2 separate regions of the Mus musculus genome follow, and region 2 is linked to region 1. Evidence: chromatin contacts called from public Hi-C data. All regions are on one chromosome and are shown on one strand. Each heading gives the region's core, a stretch centred on a gene start, on an enhancer-like site or on the middle of the called end of the contact. The rest is flanking DNA. Distances are from core to core; before and after follow the strand shown. Region 1 has its middle 20 kb from the start of Gm30224. Region 2 has its middle 16 kb from the start of Gm30695.

Evidence for each region. A called contact is a pair of places that touch in the nucleus more often than the background predicts.
Region 2: a Hi-C map of regulatory T cells shows a contact between it and region 1, with 3 times the contacts expected there. The contact joins two enhancer-like sites. A contact is called at or near these places in 3 of 15 datasets of contacts at CTCF or cohesin (embryonic stem cells, large pre-B cells and pro-B cells), 64 of 484 Hi-C or Micro-C datasets (the AML12 cell line, the C3H10T1/2 cell line, CD4 T cells and 39 more), 11 of 115 datasets of contacts at active chromatin or transcription factors (Th17 cells, astrocytes, bone marrow-derived dendritic cells and 8 more) and 2 of 9 other capture datasets (embryonic stem cells and embryonic tail).

The regions. Positions count from the first base shown.
Region 1 is chr16:92,574,254-92,578,023 of GRCm38.p6, forward strand. No RefSeq gene overlaps it. Among named protein-coding and RNA genes, the nearest start is that of Gm30224, 20 kb to the right of the region's middle. Within about 2 kb of position 1,723, at least 11 of the 459 cell types and tissues checked have an H3K27ac peak or open chromatin away from gene starts, as enhancers often do. A contact at or near this core is called in regulatory T cells, where this site is marked.
Region 2 is chr16:93,545,359-93,549,128 of GRCm38.p6, forward strand. No RefSeq gene overlaps it. Among named protein-coding and RNA genes, the nearest start is that of Gm30695, 16 kb to the left of the region's middle. Within about 2 kb of position 1,918, at least 22 of the 459 cell types and tissues checked have an H3K27ac peak or open chromatin away from gene starts, as enhancers often do. A contact at or near this core is called in regulatory T cells, where this site is marked.

The DNA of each region.
Region 1 (3,770 bases), core at 473-2,972:
TCGCAGTAAAGAAACAGCATCATGGGCTGGAGAGATGTCTCAGTGGATAAAGTACTTACGATGTACACATAAGGGCTTGAGTTGGAATCCCAAGAACCCAGGTGTGGTAGCATGCATCTGCAATCCTGCTGCCCCAGGTGTGGTAGCATGCATCTGCAATCCTGCTGCTCCAGGTGTGGTAGCATGCATCTGCAATCCTGCTGCTCCAGGTGTGGTAGCATGCATCTGCAATCCTGCTGCTCCAGGTGTGGTAGCATGCATCTGCAATCCTGCTGCTCCAGATGTGGTAGCATGCATCTGCAATCCTGCTGCTCCAGGTGTGGTAGCATGCATCTGCAATCCTGCTGCTCCAGGTGTGGTAGCATGCATCTGCAATCCTGCTGCTTCAGGTGTGGTAGCACATGTCTATAATCCTGCTGCCCCAGGTGTGGTAGAAAGCATCTGCACTCCTCCTGCTCCTACAGTAAGATGAAAAGTGGAGGCAGGAGAATTTCCCAGGAGCTTGTGGGCTAATTTGTTTGGTGAACATGGTAGCAATCAACAGACAGACCCTGTCTCAATCAGGGTAGAAGGTGAAAACCAACACACCCCAGGAATACATTGTGGCATGAATGCTTCTACACCTACACATGGAAACACATATGCACACACATCCACATAACACACACACACATACATAATATACATACAAACATATAGATGTCATACACACAAAGATCTAAATGCATGCTAATGTATATGTGACCATGTAACATATATGCAAGCTTAAATGTGCGTGTATACATGGTAGTGTATGTGTGACCATGTAACATATATGCAAGCTTATATGTACACACACACATGCTTGTGTATGTTTGACCATGTAACATGTATGCAAGCACAAATGTGACTGTACACATGATCATGCATGTGTGTGAGAATTCCATGCACACACTGAAACATAGCAGCAAGTTATGAACTGCTACGGGCTTCTGTGTGTCACCTCTGTGTGTCACAGCCCTTTCTTTTCCATTCTACTGTCTTTGATTCCGCATCATGGGAATTAATCCAGAGCTACCCTGTGACCTTCATTTTGTAATCTCCCTGTAGGTTGCACCCTTGTTTTGGCTCATGGAGCACCAAATCCTTAGATTGTTCTCACAGACCTACTGTTTGTCCTCATCTTTCTGCTTCTGGCCTCCACCTTCATCCTCTTCTCCAGTCTCCACCCTCCCTCCAGCCCCCTCCTCCCAGCCCCACCCTCCCCCAACCCCACCCCCCTCATCCCCCACCAAGCCTCCATGTCCTCTCCAGTTCCCTCACTTGTGACACTATGCACACTTCAGAGAGAGACTCTCTCTCCAGCTGTGTCACTTCTCCAACCTCACCTGCTTACACCTGTGGGTCATTCCACTCTGCTTCACAATGCACCTCAGACACAGATTCCATTTGCCTGCCTGCCTGCCTGCTTCCCTCCCTCCCTTCCTTCCTTCCTTCCTTCCTTCCTTCCTTCCTTCCTTCCTTCCTTCCTTCCTTCCTTCCAGTCTGTCTGTCTGTCTCACACAGGGCATTGAGCTTAGGAGGGATGGGTTCTGTGTCTGTAACGCCCACGTTATCAATAATTTATCTACTGAGATTCTCTCTCTGTTCAAACTCTGAGGAGAATGCTCAGCCTAGAGCACAGTGAGAGCAGAGTGGTTTCCGCTGGTTGCTTAGCAAGCCAGGAAGTTACTTGCGGCCTTTACTACCTGATACCCGCTGCCCTGCAGCCGGGGATCCCCGGACAGCCAACGGTGGGGAACTGAGATGGTTTCCATAGGGTGTTGGCCCTAGAAGAAGCCATTGATGCTACTATAGCAAACAGGGCTGTATCTGAAATTTCTGCGATGTCTGTTGAAACACACGTGACAGAGCTTTTCAGAGCCTCATAAACACTCTGTCCCCAGCTCAGAAGACTACTGTTAGAGTGCCTGTCAGCTCCTCTCCTACGGCTTCTCTTCCTGTGAGAATGGCTTACCCCAGCCCCTTAACTTCATTGTGTTTCTAGTTGCTGTGAAGCAGTGCATGATGCTGTCAGGTGAGCTTCTCATGACCAGCCAATGACATCCCACCGCCTCACCTCCTCTACAGCCTGGCAGCCTCAAGCCTTCCGTGTCACGACTTGTCCCCATGTATTGTCTGGAAGGCCTTCAGAGGTGTAAGATGGAGAAGAAACATGGTGAGGGTGAAAAAAAAAAAGGCATCAGAAGAAGAGAGTCAAAAGGAAAATGAAGGTAAATAACGCGGCATCTCTACTAGGCTCGGCAGCGGCTGGTTCTCACCCAAAAGAGCAGAAAGAGAAAGGAGCAGGATTTAGGGGCTTAGCCTGACCAAGAGAAGCAAGGGATGGCCTGGTGGGTGTGTCTGGCAGTGGGCAGCTACAACAAGCACACACGGTTCATGGCACATGGTACACAGTACACACGGGTCTCATAGTCCTCAGCACAGGGGGTAAAGGCTGAGGGCAGACCTGAAACCTCTCGGAGCACTTGGGAAGCTGGTGGTCTAGAGGCTCCAGGGATGGCCCCACCCACAGTGGGCTGGGCCCTCCCCCATCAGTCACTAATTAAGAAAATGCTCTGCAGGCTTGCCTGCAACCCCATCTTATAGAGGCATCTTCTCAATTGAGGTTTCCTCCTCTAGGACAACTATAGCTTGTGTCAGGAGAACGTAAAATCAGTCAGGATATATTTATTTGTTTAGCCCATTCTTTTTTAAGTTACAATTTTTGATTAGCATAGAAAGTACTAGGTTTCACTGTGGTGTCTCACACACACGTGAACTCTGTATGTTTCTTTCCCCTTCCCCATGCATGGCTACCCGGTCCGATCCCTTCCCTCCTGTTCCCCCACTTTTCCCTAGACCAACCCCTTCTGTTTTTTTTTTCTCACAATGCTCTGTCACCCTCTCTGTTTCCACCTTAAGATCTTTCTTTTCCTCATACTTCTATTCCTAGTTTCGTAGCTCCCAACACATGTACACACATGTACATACATGTACACATACACATCATTTTACATCTGGTTTCTGCAAATGAGAGAAAACATGGTAATTTTGTCTTCTCTGTGTCAGACTTCTGTCTTTTAACATGATGATTTCCAGTCCGGTCCATCTTCCTGCCAATGCTGTGATTTCGGTTTTCTTTACCACTGCAAACACTCTGCAGTGCACGGGCCCTGTTTCCCCTGTCCGTTCATCTGCTGGTGGATACGAGGCCTGGTTCCATGTCCTGGCTCCTGTGAAGACTGTAGCAATAAACACTGCTGTTCCAGCATTTCTGTGGTGTGTTAACTGGAAGTCTTTTGGGTACACAGCCAGGAGTGGTTGAGCTGGGTCATGGGGTAGCTCTGTTTGCAGCTTTTAAAGAGCCTCTGTAGTGATTTCCACAGCGGCTGCACAAACTTGCGTCCATTGCAGCGAATAAGGACTCTTTATTCTTTTCTTCCCGCATCCTTCCTTCCTTGGCAGTGTTTGCTGATCTTGTTCTTGAAGGCATCCATTCTGACCGCAGCAAGGTAGAATCTCAGCCATTTGATGTGTGTGTGTGTGTGAGAGAGAGAGAGGGGGGGGGGAAGAGACAGAGAGACAGAGAGAGACAGAGAGAGAGACAGAGAGAGAGAGACAGAGAGAGAGAGAGACAGAGAGAGAGACAGAGAGAGAGAGAGACAGAGAGAGAGAGAGACAGAGAGAGAGAGAGAACGGGGATGGAAAAGGTGCATTTGGACCATTACAGGCATTTGTAGGTTAAAGGA
Region 2 (3,770 bases), core at 668-3,167, 970 kb after region 1:
CAGGTCCTACCTCCACCAACAGAGGCAGCCTGCTCCAATTGGATCATGCAGTTGCAAAGTGCCCAAGAGCACACTTGCCAGAATTTATTCAAATTCAGCTACAACATACTGGGAGAATATTAACTCTAATTTAAACTTTTAATAAGAGTCTAGTTTGGAGGCTGGAGACGTGGCTCGGTGGTTTGGAGCACCTGCTGCTCTTCCAGAGGACCAATATCTGGTTCCCAGCACCCTCATGACAGCCCAGAATCATCTGTAACTCCAGTTACAAGAAATCCAACACTCTCTTCTGGCCCCTGTGGCTTCCTGCACACATGTGATACACATTGCACACATGTGATATACATGCATATATTTAGGCACATGCACACACAAAAAATAAGTATTTTTTAAAAGAATAAGTTTGATTTGTCAAAGAAAGTTATCTATTGATTCTGTGGTTTACTTGTACAAAAGAAAGATTAAGTTAGGGTCAATTTGTATTCTGTAGGGGTTTTCTCCCGTTTTATTTAGAGCCATAATGGAGCCAATTGCTAGGATTTTCAGGTCATCAAACAGCAACTGAAGTGGAACCATTGCCTCTGTGCTGAGAGGCTCAGTGCTGCGGAACACTGTGTTATGAATGCTAACAAGAGACACAACACTGCAGCAAATGAAAGGCAGAGCTTCTGAGGAACCCATGCTCCCCAACCCAAGATTGCCTTCCCGTGCTCCTCAATCCAAGACTGCCTGCCAGTGCTCCCCAACCCAAGACTCCCTGTGCTCCCCAGCCCAAGACTGCCTGTGCTCCCCAGCCCAAGACTGCCTGCCAGTGCTCCCCAATCCAAGACTGCCTGCCAGTGCTCCCCAACCCAAGACTGCCTGTGCTCCCCAACTCAAGACTGCCTGCCAGTGCTCCCCAACCCAAGGCTATCTCTTACAAACACCCTGACCAATGATCATGGATAGCCGAGCAGTGCAAGTCAGTTGTTAGGCCAACTACTGCCAAGCATTTCCTGGCAAAGCTTTGCTTCTCTTTCTGGTCTGAGATGCGTTGTTTGCTTGGTGAAATCCAAAGACATGAGAACCTCCTATGGTAAATGTTGATATAAGGAAAATGTCCTAGGTGACCAGCCGTATTTATCAAGGTATTATTTCCACCACCTGCATGGAGTTTACCAAGTAGGCGGGGTAGGGTCGCTATCTTGTGTGCGTTCAGCTTGAGTTGCCTGGATACCATGTCTTGGGCTCAACAGGGAACATAAATCTAACTGTGCCTCTCTTTACTTCAGCCATAGGAATTCCAAGTTAGATCATATCACCGGGCCACGTGAGCAAGCCCTATGCATTCTAACTCTCCGTGTGGCTTGCCCAAGCTGCCCTCTGCAACCAAAGGCAGGAAGCATCCCAATTAAAAAGATGTCTTAGAGTCTCATCATACATGGGCAGCTTTCAAGACTTCCTCCCTTCTCAGGCCTCGGTTTGAGGTCAATCACTTCTAATTGCTGGCGATAGAAAGGAGTTGATTGCTAATTCCCTTTCTGTAGCTAAATTGCTGGCACATGTTAATAACATCCTCGTAAGTTCCATTTGTGGTCGGCCATCAGGACCCATTAATTCTAAGATATGTTTGGCTTCCATAAACCAAAAACAGAGAGGGAATTTGGGGGAAAAAATCAGCCTAGAAAGGGGCATGGCTGTACATTCCATAGTAGAGATAAAACTTTACAGTTGTCACTACTGAGAAACCTTAAAATACTACCAAAAACTGTGAGAAAAAGTGTGTGTGTGTGTGTGTGAACATGAATGTGCCTGTATGTGCATGCATGTGTGTATGTGAATATGCAGGCATGCATGTACGTACATGGGCACCTGTGCGTGTATCTAGAGTGATCTGCTGTTGCCTAATTCTGCTCCTGGGTAGAGTGGGTGGAGATGGTAAGAAGAGGCTGCTGTAACCGATGACTGGTAGCAAGCTCAGCAGCAGAGAGCAACTGGGGGGGTGGGGAGGGCAGGAACTGCAGGGAGCAGAGGCAGCTGGGCTGAAAGGGGAAGCTGAGACAATGCAGAGTCAGGCCTTGGATGAGGGAAGGCTGCAAAGAGTTAAAGTTAAGAGGCAGCAGCAAAAGTTGATGCCAGCTGCTGCTATGAGCTAAGGGTCCCAACATCCAGAGCTTAAGAGATATGACCTGACCCACGGAATCCTGCTGCTATGATCCATACACGAGGGTGGTCCCACTGTCTGGGCCCAGGGCAGGAAGCCTCCCAGCCTGCGCCTCTTGTGGGGAGCTTGGGACTATATGCCCAGTCGTGGGGACCCAGATCTGGAACTCAGAGCTATATGCCTCTGGGTCTGTTAGTCCAGCCTACATCTGGGACAAAGAGACCCAGAAGTCCCACCGCCACTGTTTGCTTACTTACAATTTTAGCCTAAGAGGAGCAAAGGAACCCAGACTGTGCATCGGTAGCAGAAGAGAAAAGCCCACTCACCCCTGTACACTTTTTTTTGTAATTTTTTATGAGCCTATGATTATTCCCAAACATAAGGTTAAAGACAAAATAGAATGAGTTCCATGCAACCTGCTTTGTAACTTCACCGAGGTAGTGGGGACAGGTGCTTACATTCTCTGTCATACCCAACTTTCTGACCTCGCTACTGTCTACCCGGAGCCACTTCAGGAATCTAATTATGACTAGATGTTCCTCTTGGCTCCCTTCTAACCATTTACAAGCCAGATCACTGTGCATCCTCTCCAGAGACAGCTGGTCAGGACGAATATTGTAGCAGCTTGCACAGTTTCTCCCCGTCTCCCACACACAGGCCTCCCTAACCCCAAGCTATCACTACACTAAGCTGGATCATGGGCCAGGAGGAAATGCTTTGTTGACAGGCCAGTTGTCCCCTCAAGACTTCTGGTCAGCAGTAAAGCCCAGGGCATGCACACCCAAGACCACAGGCAAAGAACCACAAGCCAACATTTTCTGTCACCACATCCAAAGTATCTTCCTGTTATACAAAGAAGCAAGCCACCACACCACTGCCACCACCACATTCCTGATACCACCATACTGTCACCACCACATGGCCAGAACTGTACAAAGTGCACTTAATCAACAGAAAATATCTTCGTGTTATAACACTGGGATAATTTCTCATCCCTCTAAACTATCCCCACCCCCAGAGAATGTCTGACAGGACTGACTGGTTGGAGTTAAACAACCAGATTCAGATTTTCAAACAAACAAGCGAGCAACTATTCAGCTTCTTGAGAGTCTGAGTGGATGGCAGACACCACTGTGGAGCAAGAAGAGGCTCTGCACCAGGAGGTGGAGTTGAGTCGGGACCGTGGAACATGATGGTATGGGGTGTGTGCTCCTCCTACCCTGGTCCATCCGACCCTGTGCTCTGCATCCTGCTTGCTGATACCATTCCCCACAGAGAAAGAAAATCTTAAAGAAATGTTTAAGAAGAGGAGCCCTCAGATTCCCACAACTCCACACTTGGCACTTTCAGTGAGTACTGTAAAGACAAATGAGGGGCAGAAATTCAGGGGGAACAACCCGAGGGGCCGCGCCCAATACACCCAACTGCCAGGAAGAAAAGAAGTAGAAACCAGCTTTCACTGCCTTCTAAACACGAGTGTGCAAGAGAGGGAAGGAGAGAGAATTCACGTTGTTTGTCTTAAATATGACACGGCCAGACTCTGTCTGGTCATTGGGCAGCTGGGGGGTGGGGTGGGGAAGACACAGGAGACACACAGAGAGAGACATCCCATCCTGTCTCCATTGCT